Linked DNA regions of Mus musculus: region 2 is linked to region 1. Evidence: chromatin contacts called from public HiChIP or PLAC-seq data. All regions are on one chromosome and are shown on one strand. Each heading gives the region's core, a stretch centred on a gene start, on an enhancer-like site or on the middle of the called end of the contact. The rest is flanking DNA. Distances are from core to core; before and after follow the strand shown.

What was found. HiChIP or PLAC-seq counts read pairs in DNA pulled down with a chosen protein or histone mark.
Region 2: a contact with region 1 is called in a FOXA1 HiChIP or PLAC-seq map of pancreatic cancer cells. The contact joins the promoter of 4930483J18Rik here to the promoter of Mgat3 in region 1. A contact is called at or near these places in 1 of 39 promoter capture datasets (hippocampal neurons), 1 of 484 Hi-C or Micro-C datasets (embryonic stem cells) and 1 of 115 datasets of contacts at active chromatin or transcription factors (pancreatic cancer cells).

Annotation. Positions count from the first base shown.
Region 1 is chr15:80,169,211-80,176,139 of GRCm38.p6, reverse strand. It overlaps Mgat3 (mannoside acetylglucosaminyltransferase 3), which reads right to left and starts at 2,419. Exons shown (of 2, transcript NM_010795.4): 1 at 2,302-2,419.
Region 2 is chr15:81,186,870-81,193,798 of GRCm38.p6, reverse strand. 4930483J18Rik (RIKEN cDNA 4930483J18 gene) reads right to left here and starts at 2,946. Exons shown (of 2, transcript NR_015603.1): 1 at 2,794-2,946; 2 at 1,042-1,982. Mrtfa (myocardin related transcription factor A) reads left to right here and starts at 3,063. Exons shown (of 14, transcript NM_001082536.2): 1 at 3,063-3,292.

The DNA.
Region 1 (6,929 bases), core at 1,170-3,669:
GAAGTCCTTGACCCTCCCTTTCACACCAGTCCTCCCATGATCCTCAGCATAGCCCGATCCCCCCCCCCCCCCCCCCGTGAAACTGGCCTCACAGCCAGCTGGCATCAGATGGCCTCATTTTACAGGTAACAATACCAATGCGGCAGCCAGCAATTTCCCACCATGGTGCAGGTGTCAGGCATCCTTATATGCCACCTCACTTCTAGTCCTCGCCAAAATCCTGGGGAGGACTCTCGACTTCACAGAGGTGGAAACTGAGGCTCAGGGCACCAACTTCCTGAAGTGAGACAGCTACAGATCCTCACATACACACACATACAGACAAACATATACTCGCACACAGACACTCACAGACACTCACATAGACATTCACACACACATACACACACTCACATATACTCACAGACACACATAGACGCTCATATACACGCAGACATACACACAGACACTCACCTACACACTCACATACATATACACACACACATATACACACACATAGACATTCACATACACACACACACAGACACTCACACATACAACCATACCTCACAGCACAGCATGGGGTAACTGATGAGCACTAATGACAAGACACACAGAGTTCCAAAAGAGGCCGCTGAGGCCATTTGCTCAATCCCTGCCAAGAACAGCTAGCTCCCTGCAGTCCCCTGGAGCCAGTCCTAGCTTCCTGGTGTGGACATCCACATTTTCTCTACCTGGCCATCCTGTTCGGAAGCGCTCTTCAGAGGTAATCAGGCGTTCCCACTGGCGTACCCTCGGGGACCTAACAGCAGCTTATGCCGGTGCACGAGGTGTGCTAGGTGCTGCCCATAAAATAGGGCTCCAGTCACCCCAGAGCTCTCTCATCTCTGTCAGAACTCTTATCTCTGTCTCCCTGTGTGTCTGCCTCCATCTATCTATCCCTCATGTCCACACTCCAAGGCACACCTTGGCACCACCTGCCAAAAGTACCCCCACCTCACCTCTCACGGCATTTGTCCTATCACTGGTGTTGGGACTCAGATTCGAACCATGGTTGTTGCAACCATAACATACAGTACTAATCACTATACAACCACAGCTGGCCACACATGGATACCCACTCTTCAGCTCATTTCTCCTCGTGGTTCAGTGTCCCACCATGCTACACACCATCTCTCAACACACCAGAGAGCACATCTCTCGGTCCTTTCTCTTACTATTTCTTCAGCCCTGGGAACTTTTCCGTCTTCCAGTAGGTTCTTCCTCCCTAGAGCAAAGAGCCCCTCTTTCTAACTTTCCCAGAAACCCTGCCTATCTCCTTAGCGTTGGGCAGCACTAATAATCCTGGAGTTGCCAGCTCCCAGAAGGAGAGAGCCTTGTCTTGCTCTCCCTGTCATCCTCACGGTTGGCTCATTGCCTGGACCTTTAATAACTGTGTCCCTCCAGGTCAATCCCCCATGAAGGCATTTCTGCACCCGTGTCCCAGAGATGATGGAGGACCACAGAAAAATCCCAGTAGGGAAAATGTTCCTGCCTACATCCCCCTTCTGAGTTCCGCAGGCGAGGGAACATCATCAGACCTCAGGCCATCGGAGATGACTGGGGCGCAGCAGTCAGAGATGCTGCGCCCCAGCTCAGGCACCCCCGCCACTAGCACAACCAAGCAAGCTCCCCTCCCCACCCCAGCCCGGTTCTAGAACTATTTGTAGATATTTATAGCGCCCTCCCCCAGCCAGGAGCCCTCCTCCGCCCTGGGCAGTGCAGTGCAAAGAGAGGGAGACCCCTCCCCAGTAGAAGGTGGGGGCCTCTCATGCTAAGCTTTTCCCTGCTCCCCACTAAGGCAGCTGTAGTTACAGCTCCAGCCACAGCCCCCACACTCGCCCAGCACCCCAACCGCGCCTGGGCCTCGGCCAGCAGCCGCAGCAGCCCGGGATCGGGGGTGGGGAAGGCAAGAGCTGAGGCCTCGCGCCCCCAGCCCCGAGCTGCGCCGGAGGTGGAAGGGAGCGCAGCGCACAAAGCATGGCTGGAGCTCCGCGCCTCGGGACGCCCCCACCCCACCCCGGTCCAGCCAAGGGAGGGGGTCGCCGCGCCAGGCTCTGCCCCGCGGCCACGGAGAGCTGCGGAGAGCAGGCGGGTGGGGGCAGGGGGCGCCGGTTAAGCAGTCCCCCACATCTCGCCCCTACTCGGCCCCATGCCCCCGCCCCCGGGGCTGCGGGACCACCACGGGGGGAGACGGGAGTGGGGAGGACGCGGAGGCGAGGCCTGGGGTGCGGGGAAGATGCAGGGCTGCGGCGCGGGTCCCCGGCTCCAGGGTCAACTCACCCATCGTCCGCTGGGTCTCAGCAGCGGCGGTAGAAGCAGCGGCGGCGGCGGCTCCGGGGCCCCCGGGGTCCCCGGCGGGGAGATGCTGGCGTCCGCCGCAGCCTCTCCTCGCCCCATCCCGGGCTCCGGCGGCGGCGGCTGCGGCGGGCGCCCGGCATCGCAGGCAGCGCGGCCCGGGCCCGGCCCGATCCCCGCCCCCCACCCCACCTCCACCCCGTCCCGCGGGCCCGGCGCGGCCGCTTGACTGCACCCCGGGGCGGTAGCGGGGGCGCGGCGGCGAGGCCGAGCGCTGCGCTGGAGGTGCCCGCTCCCGCCGGCCCCCGCCCCGCCCCCGCGCGGCCGCGTCCCCTCCCCCGCCAGCCGGGCTTTGCGCGCTCCGGGCCAGGGGCGCCTGGACCGCGAGCTCCCGCCACCGCCCCGCGCCTCTTTCGTGTGTATGTGTGTGTTTCTGTGTGTGTGTGTGTGCGCAGCAATCGGACGCGCGAGTGTGCGCGTGCCCTGCCTGTGACCGTGCGTGCGCCGGCCCACTGCCCGGGCGTCCTGTGCGGGTGTGTGTGCTGTGTGAGGCGGAGCTGGCCAAAGTGCTTGTCGGGCTCTGCGTGTGAGTGGATCTGTGTGTCTGTGTTCTGCAGCGTGTGATAGATTGGCCCTTATGTGCATGGGGTGTGTAGATAGATCCGTACTGTGGCGTGATTGTGGGCATACTGTGGCTGGGGGCACAGGCCTCCTGTGTGGTGGTGTGACAAAGTCCTGACCGGTGTGTACATCACTGTAGCCCTATGCAGAGGCCTGGTACAGGAAAGCGTCTAAAACACTGGGTACTGGGTCGACACAGTGTCCGTGCTAGTTTGTGTCTTGCTCGGATGTGTTGGCCTCTGTACATCCTTCTGCCTCCACCCTCTTCATCAATGCACAAAGCCACCCATGAGGCGCAGAGGGTGACAGAATGTGCTGGATCTGGGATTCAACCCCAGACTTGGAGGTTTCTCCATTCTTCTTCCCCACCCCCCACCCCCAGGATGCTGCTTATAATGGGCATCTCTAGCACTCAGGTCACCTATGATAGATTTATTTATTTTGTTTTTTCAAGACAGGGATTCTCTTGTGTAGCCCTGGCTGTCCTGGAACTCAACTCTGTAGACCAGGCTGGCCTTGAACTCACAGAGATCTGCCTGCCTCTGCCTCCTGAGTGCTGGGATTAAAGGCGTGCACCACCAACACCCGGCTCTAAATGATCTAAATATCCCCAGAGCCCTGCTGGATTGCAGTCAGAAGCACCTGACATGGGTGCTGGGACTTGATCTCAGATTCTCTGGAAGGGTGCTCTTAACCACTGAGCCATTTCTCCAGCCCTGACACTTTTTCTTGATTTGAGGCATTCTGTTGTGACCTAAAAACCAGTACACCACCTCTATAACTTGTCTCCCTCTCAAGGTTATCAATTTGTCTGAATGTATTTACTTATTGTGGCGCTGGGAATGAAACCCAGACCCTCCCATATGCCAGCCAGTTACCATAGGTTATATTCCACACACAACTTGCATGGCCTTTGATTTCAGTATAATGCAAAACACTCCCATTTGCCTGCCCTGAGCCTTCTGCATTAGGAGGCAATGAGAAGTACCACCCCCTGCAGTTGTGTGGAGGAAAAGAGATGGCCTGGCCTTGCCCTGCACAGAGTTGGACACATCTGGAAGGTTCTGGAGACCTGCTGCTTGCTCTCTCTCCCCACCCCGACCCCCCACTCACCCTTGGATCTTTGTTTTCCTTCCTTTTCCAAATTCCCAAGCTTCTTGGGAGGCCTCTGGGAAGGAGGAGGAGCTGTCTCGGTTAGGGTCATACCAAAGTCCGCCTCCGTGTCTTGGGGTTTCTTTCCTGGTCTTTTGGGACAGTGTGGTGAGTACAGATTTCCCCAGCCCTTCAGAGATAGCAAGTGACTTCCTAGGCCGTCCTGGGTATGGTCCAGGATAGCAAATGCCCCTCCCTGGCTCAGCCCAGACCCGTTGGGAGGAGGAGCTCACCTCCCCTGGATCTGGCAGGAAAGAAAGAGAGAGCCTCTATTTCCCCTTCCTCTGACCTCTTTCAGTTCCTTCTCTTTGACAAAGCAGCTTGAGGCAGGGAATATGGACTTACTAAAGCTTGGGTTCTAGTCCTGTCCCACCGTGAACCCTTGAGCTTCTTCATTGTAGAGTAGGGTGCTAGGATCGTCCTTCCTACCGATATCAGCAGCATCTGGCTACCCGTTTAGTCACTTCCTGTTGGGGGGGGGTGTAGGGAGGGGCTTGGTAGGTGGTCCTCGCCCCCCGCCCCCCTTTCCTCAGGACTGGCTGGTAAACTTGGAGGTTGTAGGAGCTGGAGTTGGGAGAAGCCCAGATACAAGATTATCCTGCCCCCAGCATGTTGCACGGTGTCACCTTACAACTCAAGCTGGCTCTTTCTTTCTAGAGCTGATTTGGCTCGGGGAACAATTGCTAGGTCTGTTACCCAAGCATTGGCTTTGCCTGCTAGGCAGCTGCATTCCCCTCCCTGGGTCATCTCACCTGGCCTCTGGGTCTACAGGTGAGGGGTTCCCACTCATCCTTCAGGATCTAGCCCAGATACCCCATCTTTCTGAAGGCCCCTGAAGGGCTTTCTAACTTCCAGAGACCACGCCCAAGTTCTAGTTGGAGAATCCTCACCTGGGTGACCCTAAACAAGTCTCTTCTCTCTGCATGCCTCAGTTTCTACTCTGATCAAGCCTGAGGCAGTGGATAGACAGGGATCCATTATTGCAAGGTATCCAGGAATATTCCAAAATTCTCAAAAGCATGTGTGCTTGTAAGCATATGTCAGCATATGCATTAACACATGGGTGTGACTTAGACTGTGCGCGCGATCACACACACACACACACACACACACACACACACACACGTGAACATAGGTATGTGGACAAGGGCATGCTCGGTGTATGTGTTCCTGGGGAGGGCTTAAGACTATCGTCAAATTCTCAAAGGAGTTGGGACACGTTTATGAATCTTGGGCTCTTCAGCACCTCAGGGACCATCCCAAGCCCATCCTCCCACTGTTGTCTAGGCCTACTCTTCAGCCTCTGCTCAAACCCAGCCTTTCAGCATTCTGCCAAGCACAGCCTCCCTGGGCCCCCACTGTCTACCCTTCTTCTCCTCTGCCTTCTCCCCTCCCATTTCTCCTCCCCCTCCACGGACTTTTCACCTGCAAGCATAGCAGATAATTCACCATGTTCGTGTGGCCTCATCTGCCTATCTTCCCCGGTGGGAGGGCAGGCATCTTTGCTGACTTTGCTTGCACCCAGCACAGCCTGGCACACAGACCACAGGAGCTCCACAAATCCTGCCAAATGGCCAGGAGCCTCAGGCGCCTTCCCTAGCTGGCTTCTGGCTTCTTTTTTGAGGAATACCTCTCACCAGGAGGGTCTGTGGGAGGCTTGTAGCAGGAGAGAGCCCAGAGAAAAGTGGTAGCCCCTTGGTGAGGGAGGCCCCTTTGCTGGAAAGTACCCTCGGTGGGCCAAGGTTGTTATGTGCCACCAGAGCATGACCTGGGATGACAGCATCCTTCATAAACCCCGAGAAACTCAGGTCCCTGCTCTATTTCCAATTCCAACCAGGGTCCTCTGGCCCTGTGCTTTCCTGAGCAGCCCCAAAGCCCCCATTAGGTGACAAGTGAGACAGGAAGAGACGGTTGGGTATCTGAATAGCAGAGCTAGGACTCCAGCCCATGTTCTAGATCCTGAGCCGGGAGCTTCAGCTACATGCCAGCCTCGGACTCCAGGCTATCGTGGGCTGGGAGGAGCGAGCCTCCTACCTGTCACCAGGAAAATCTGGGTTTCTGAGAGCAGAAGAGACAAGGAGAAAGCAGGTAAGCAAGGGATGCTGGGAGCAGCTTGGAGGTCAGGGCAGAGCTGGAAACAGCACTGGAAGGGCACAGCATGCAGGCTGTGAGGAGAGGACCACCATTGTCTCTGCCTAAGCTGCTTCTTGCTTCAGCATCTGTGGAGAGAAGCTGACACACCCACTGCTGTCCATACACATCTGCAGGAACCCAGAGACCCAGTCCTGACCTGTCCCAGCTGTGTGTAAAGTAGGTATTTCCATACCCACTCTGTCTCATGGCCACAAAGCCTTGTGTATACACAAATACATGTGCACACCCAGGTCATACCCTTGAGCCTACAAATCCCTACTGGGCACTCCCTAAAAAACAATACCGCAACATTCCACAGTGTCACCACAGGGAGAGACTGGGCTGGGAACCAACCCTGAGAACCTGACAGAGGTGATCCAGTTACCCAGAATCCCTCTTCTGCCTTTATGTCCCTCTTGCATGCACAGCAATGCCTGCTTCAGGGAAGCAGCCCCACAAGTCAGAGATGGGGACGCAGGCCCAAGATGTTGTCTTGGGGTCTGGCTACCTGACTGCAGTTTCTTTCTTTTTTCTTTTTTTCTGAGACAGGGTTTCTCTGTGTAGCCCTGGCTGTCCTGGAACTCACTCTGTAGACCAGGCTGGCCTCGAACTCAGAAATCCGCCTGCCTCTGCCTCCCAAGTGCTGGGATTAAAGGCATGCGCCATCACTGCCTGGCCTGACCGCAGTTTCAACAGCTGGGTGGCCA
Region 2 (6,929 bases), core at 1,697-4,196, 1.0 Mb before region 1:
GTAGAGGCCAGAGGCACTGGAACCCCTGGAGGTGGACATACAGACCTGTATGCTTGCTAGAACCAAAATCAGAGCCTGCTTTTAACCACCGCACCAAGTCTCCAGCGTCCCATCCTGAGTAGTTCCAAAGAATAGCACTAGGTAGGGGCGAGGTCAGAGATGAGAGGGAAACAGAACATGTGTAAGCAAGACAGCAGTGGGCTGGAGAGATGGCTCAGGGGTTAAGAGCACTGGCTGGTCATCCAGAGGGCCTAAGCTTAGTTTCCAGCACTGACGTAGTGGCTCACAACATCTGTAATTTTCGTTTCAGGAGCTCTGATACCCTCTTCTGGCCTCTGAGAGCACCAGGCACGATCATGGTGCAGAGACAAACATGTAGGCAAAACACCCATGTACATTAAATCTTATAAATTTAAAAAATACAGCACTTTGAATATATATACATATGTATATATACATACACAAAATGTATACAATAAAAAATTTGAGTTGCTCATGGAAGAATAGGTTTATTTGTGAGCTGGTGGGCTTTTCAGGTCTGAGGAATGTGCCCTGCAGAAGGCCATAAATGAGCACACTGTTCTTTGAATAACCAATAGCGTACACTCGTGGTTCCTTTGCACCTTGGCTCTTACACCAGGGTTGCGTCTTTGTGGACAATATCCAGTATGCCCTGCCTTGGGCTTATCTTGGAGAAATCTTCACCACACCAGTAATTCCAGACTGGAGGACTTTCTCCTCTGAGGGTGCCTCTGCATGTGTCATCTGTTAGTCAGGACTCAGCCTACTGTGGAAGTCTCTCAAGCATTACCTTAGCTTCTCCCAACTTAGCGCAGGTACCCCAAGGCTACGGTTTACCGAATCTCCTCTGTCTCACCCCTCAGTGAGACACGTACCTCAAGAAGTTACGTGTTGTACAAGGTGTGGTGATGAGTGCTCAGAAGCCCAGGACCCGGGACGCGAAAGCAGGAGGGTCATGAGTTCAAGGTCATCCTTGACCATATAGCAAGTTAGAGGACTTATATACATAAAATCTTATTTCATTTTAAGTTTTTATTTATATAGCATATATAGTTATTGAACATATAATTTTATTAGGGCTTTTGTGGTTTTTTTTTTTCTTTCTTTCTTTTTTTTTTTTTTTAATCTTGGGAGGGAAGGTGTGACTAAGAGGCCACAGGATCTGGGCTACCTCCAAGGTTCTGTGATGAGACACATGGTACGGAACTTGAAGCTGACTTACAGATGAATAACTGGGAATTACTCAGGGCCGGGCTGGCTTACTGCAGTGGATAGAGAGAGTTGCAGCTCCTTCTCCTATCCCAACAGAGCCACACACCACTGAGAAGTCTGGGAGATTTCCGGGGGAGAACGGAAGCCATACAGAGTAACTCACTCAGAGATGTAACATGCGTTACCTCCTTCCAGTCACTGTGGCTTCCCATGTCTGTCAGGATGCCCCTGAGGGTTTCTGCTTCTACAGTGTTAACCCTTGCTCTCACACTGGGGACTCTGTTCTCCAGAACCTTCTTTCTTTTTCCTTGTGTCCAGCAGCTCTGTCCTTGCAAAAGCACAGCTATCTTGCAAGAGCCCCTCAAGACTGGGCTTGTTGACTGTAGATGTTCCTGCATTGACGGAAGGACTTAGGGGGGGCTTCTCTGAATCCTTGCTGGATCCCAGTTACCTCCTCCAACATCCCCCCGCTCATTGGGGAGAGGAATCTCTCAAGTCCTCAATTTTGCCCTAGCTGCTTGAGGTCTTGTGACTTGGCTAGAGTTGTGTAGATTATGGAAGTTTAACTGAACTGTGTATGTCATCTACGCAGCTATGGGGACATCATCATCCATGCTGGGGTGCAACTTTTTGGTGGTCTCGCTGCTTTGGGGGCCAGCCATGATTTCTTAGCAAGCCCAATAAACTCACTGGTTTTCCACGTTGGACTCTGGGGCAATCATACTTCAGTTTATCCAGTGGATGGTGGCCTAAAAGGAGGAGATAGACGGTTGTTTATATCTCCCAAGGGAAAGTGTTTCGGAAACACTAAGGCACCAAGTCCGAATTATTTCTCCTTTTCAGCGCTCTCCCCCTTTGTTGGGGGGAAGGGGTGGTGTTCCAGAAAAGGGGCCTCCATAGTGGCTCTTAGCAACTTGACCGGGTGGGCTTTAACTAGTCTCACCGCTTTAGTAGATAAGTCTCTTTAAATGTTGGATTTATGCAGTTATGCTCTCTCTCTCTCTCCCACACATACACCCACACACCCACACACACACAGACATACACACACTTTTAGGCTACACACCAGCAGTTTAGAATTTTAAAGTTGGAAGAGCCGCCCAGATTCATTTAGTGCAGTGAGGCCCCGGATAAAATCTGGGTTCATTCAACTCTTTCCCTCCAGCTGCAAGCGCTTCCGCTGTTGATAAATAATCTCAACAGTCTAGGCAGGTAGGTGTCAGTCCTTTTACCGGAGGAGAACCGACTCAGAGAAAAAAAGCGCTTGGCCACGGAAGGGCAGGGACATGACAGAGTTCAGGGCTCCAGGCCAGAGCGGCATTTATTGTGTCCTTTCGGGAAATGCGAATGTGAAATAATCGACTTGGGAGTCCCGGCGGAGCAAAGACAGGAGGAAGGACCAAGATGAAGACTGCAGGATTTTTGCATTAAACCTCCAGGCTGGGCACCGAACCCTAGGTAGCTAGCTCCGCGGTCACCCTTTGACAGGGTGATCAGATGTGTTACGGTTTCTTTAAGACCCAGACTCCGCCCCCCGGCTCATCGCCGACCTCCTCCCACCTCTTGGCGGCCGCTCCGCCAGTTCCAGACTTCCTTCAGCGATGAAGTCATCTCTCAGTTACCGATTGGCTGCGCTATGATGTCAGTCACAGAAGTCGCGCCGCCGTACTAGCCTCCCTCGTTCCTCTTCCTTCGGCGAACGCCCCCTAAATCGGGCTAGCCCTAACGGCGCTAGGTTTCTGATTGGTCGATACGGCTGTCGCTCCCAGGCGGGTAGGGGGGAGGGTGCGGAGGCGGGACCCGGAGTGGTGGGAGGGCCCGCAGCTTCCGTGGCTGAGTGGAGCCGGCGGCGGTCGTGTCTGCGGTGTCCCCGGCGGCAAGAACGACCGTCCCACCCTCCCCACCCCCTCGTTCCCGCTCGCCACGCTCCCTCGGCTTGCGCGGACCTCTCCCTAACTTGGTGCAGTCTGACTGGTACTAGAGGCTCGGGAGGATACGTGAGCGGCTGGCACCGGAGTGGGGCGAGCCGCGGAGCCCGGGCCAGGAGGCGAACGAGGCGGTGAGTGAGAGTTCGGGCAGGGTCCCCCTCCCCCACCGGCCCCGCCCCGCTCGAGCATCCTTTCTCCCCTCGACCCTTCCGCGTGTGCCCTGGACCGGCCGGCCGCTGTAGGCTCCGAGCCCGGGATTGCCTCCCGCAGTCCTCCACTCCAGTCCCGCCCTTTCCCAAGGGGCTGGGGTCTCAAAGCCCTGGTCACTCGACAGGACAGTCGAGTGCGACCGTGCACCTGTGCACCGCCTTGCAGGGCTGTGCTGGCTAGGGAGCAGCTAGGTTCCCGCCCTGGCTGCTCCCCGAGTGTGTGTAATCTGCTTGGGACCGACCGGTCGAGCGCTTTCTCCCGGCCCTTGTGCAAACCTGGAGGATCCAGGTGCAATCCGCAGGCTTCTCGTGGCAAGGAGGTTCACCTGGACCTGACGACCATATAGCAGCATGGGTGCCTCCAGGTCTGCAGGGCTCCGCAGATTTGAAACTTGACCGCCAAAGAAGTGTCCGTCTCGCGTGTGTGTGTGTGTGTGTGTGTGTGTGTGTGTGTGTGTGTGTGTATGTGTGTGTGACTGTTTGTCTATGTACCTTTGATGACTTCCGCCCTCCTCGCTCCATAAGAAAACACTAATACTATAGAGTGGTTAGTGCTGGAGCTTTCCCTGTTAGATTATCAAACCTACGTTTAGATTGCTTATCTGGAAAATGGAACTAACAATACCTATTACATTGGAATGCAGACAGTAAATGAAAGAATTCGTAATAAAACGCTTGGAATGGTGTTCAACACATACAAGGAAGGGATCCAAGAAAAGACGAGTATCCTGATGTTGAGAACTGCTGGATAGGTGTGTGAGTACAGTATAGCTTGTCTTTGTCAGGATTTCTCTTTGTTAGATGACAGAACCAAAGGACAGACTGGTGGTCAGTTTACTGCTTGCCCGAATACTTTGGCATAAAGTGTGTGAAGACTAAGAATGTGAACTTCATTACTTAAATATGATGAAATTACACCTATGCTTCATGGGTTCACATAGTTTTAAAATCCATAAAGTGTCCGGAATGTCCCCAAATTGTAAGTTTTCGAGATCTGAAGCCAAAGCCTGTAGCCTGATCTTTATGTTCAAGAAGTCAAACTTAAGGGCTTTACTGTAGAAGCCCCTTCCACCAAAAAAAGTCCACTTATGAAGTTTTATTGTTGAAAATGAACTGCCTTCCAGGGGTAAAATGGTACAGCCAACTGGCCCACAGCCCCATCCCTGTAGGGAGGGGAACCCTTGGCTGAAAGTTAAACTGAGTTTCATCTACTGGTGTTTGTTTCTTTCATAGCAAATCAGAGGGCTTCCTGATAGCTGGCTGTTTTTTGTTTTGTTTTGTTTTTAAAGTCTCACTGTGTAGCTGTGGCTGGCCTGGAACTTACTAAGTAGATCAGGCTGGCCTTGAATCCAGAGTTCTGCGTGCCTCTGGTTTCTGAGTGCTGGGATTAAAGGCCTGAGCCTTGGAAAGACACAGACTGCTACTGCTTTCTTCAGAGAGAGATCCAAAGAAAAATGTCTGTAGTCCAGGGCTTGAATTTCGTTCAGTTCTTTGCCCGAATTTTTGAGAAGTGTCCTTTTTAACAAGGCCTTCCAGAGTCACGTTCACTAGGGGAAGTTTTTAAATCATGAGAGAGAGAGGTGTCTCCTATCATCCAAAAGTATTTACTGCAGACTTTCCATGTCCTTAATACTCTGCCAAATGCTGCGAGGGCGGGATTCAGAAAAGTATAAAACAGGATCTTAGCCCATAAAGGGCAAAACCATAAAGTTTGGGTCACCCAGTAGTAATTATGGACACTTCTAAAGTAATGACTTCATTTATTCATTCAGCAGACCTTTTGTTCCAGGCATGTAATGTGCCAGGTGTTTTTCTGAGCTGAGATCAAGGTGAGTCAGATACAGTCCTTGGTCTCGAGGGGCAGAAAGAGTGAGTGACAGGTGGTTAGAGTAAGGTGAAATAAAGTCTGAGTGCAAACCCAGAATTGTAGGAGAATGTCAAGACAGCTTTAAAAAAGATAATTGAATTGGTGGGAAAGCTTAAAGAGAGATGGCGTTTGAGGTGTGTCTTAATTCCACTGAACAAGATAAAGACCATCCCAGACGGAAGAAAATGAGCTTGGCTTCCTGACATTCCAGAAACAGTTATGAGCGCTTGGGCCAGACAAAAGGAAGGAAACCGGACAGTCTATAACAGTGATTCTCAACTTGTGGGTCATGACCCGCCACCCCCCTTCGGCAAACTGCCTCCAAAAATATTTACATTGCAATTCATAACAGTAGCAAAATCATAGTTATGAAGTAGCAACAAAAACAATTTTATGGTTGGGGTCACCTCAATGTGAAGAACTAAAGGCCCAAAACATTAGGAAGGTAAGAACTACTGTTTAATAGCATTCCTTGATGCCCACTATGTAAAAGGCATTGGTTCAGGCTCTTTTGCCCCCTTCCCGGGCTGGTGTTTGAATACATGGCTTCATGTTTGCAAGAACACTCTACCAGCCCTGTGGTTTTTGAGACAGATTTCCCTCTTGCAACCTAGGCTGACTTGGAAGTGACCATGGAGCCTAGAACTCAGGGAAATCTTCCCCTGCCCCTGCCCCAGACCCCTAAGTGCAGGAATTATAGGTATGAACCACCGTATCCAGTTCATCTTCTCTCCCTTCCACTCCCTGTCTTGAGGAAAGTTCTTGTTACATGCCCAGGCTGGGCCTTGAACTAGGCTACCGTTTGTTATCCTCTCTATTAGATTCCTGACTGACTGGGGCTACAGTACCCACATGCTCAGCTTGTTTTCTTTCGATCCTAGCTCCAAAGGTTCTTCTTGAGACATAGTAGATGCTCTGCAAAACCTGTTGAGTATAAAGTTAACATGAATTAAATATTTACTCTGTATAAAATGTGTGTGCTTGGGATGAGAGTTGGGGCTCATTGACACATGGGACATTTGTCTTCTGCCTGAGAGAATACTAAAGTTGAGTTATTTTTCAAGACAAAATCTCACTGTGTAGCCCTGGCTATCTTGGAACTCACTATGTAGACCAGGCTGGCCTCAAACTCAGAGATTCACTTGCCAGTGCCATTCCAGATGCTGGGGTTAAAGCTGTGTGCCACTGTGCCATGCTTTCTGTTGGATTTTGATTAGAAAGTTTTTAAAAAAAGAAAAGACATTGATGGTTGCAGACATGGGGTGAACATAAGGCATGACTTACAGATGGACAGACAGAGGAAGGAAGATGGTCACTGTCGATGTGAGAGGTCTTTATGCAGTCTGGAAATCAAGAAAACTTACCGGGCATGGTGACTTACCCCTATAGCTCCATAATTCAGGAAACCAAGACAGGAAGATGGAGAGTTCAAGGGCAGCTTTTCTTAAGAAAATAAAACAGAGCTGGAAAGGTGGTTCAGCAGTAAAGAGCCTTTGCTTTGAAAGAAAACAAGAGGAGGCCAGGTTTGGATTTCAGCACCTATGAAACAAGCTGGGCATGGTCCCACCAATGCCAGTGACCCCAAAACTGAGGCAGAGGCAGACAAGAGGATCTCTGGGGCTTCCTGTGTGGGGTGGGAGGCGGGAAGCAAGCTTCATGTTCAGGGAGAGACCCTGCCTTAAAGGAATAAGA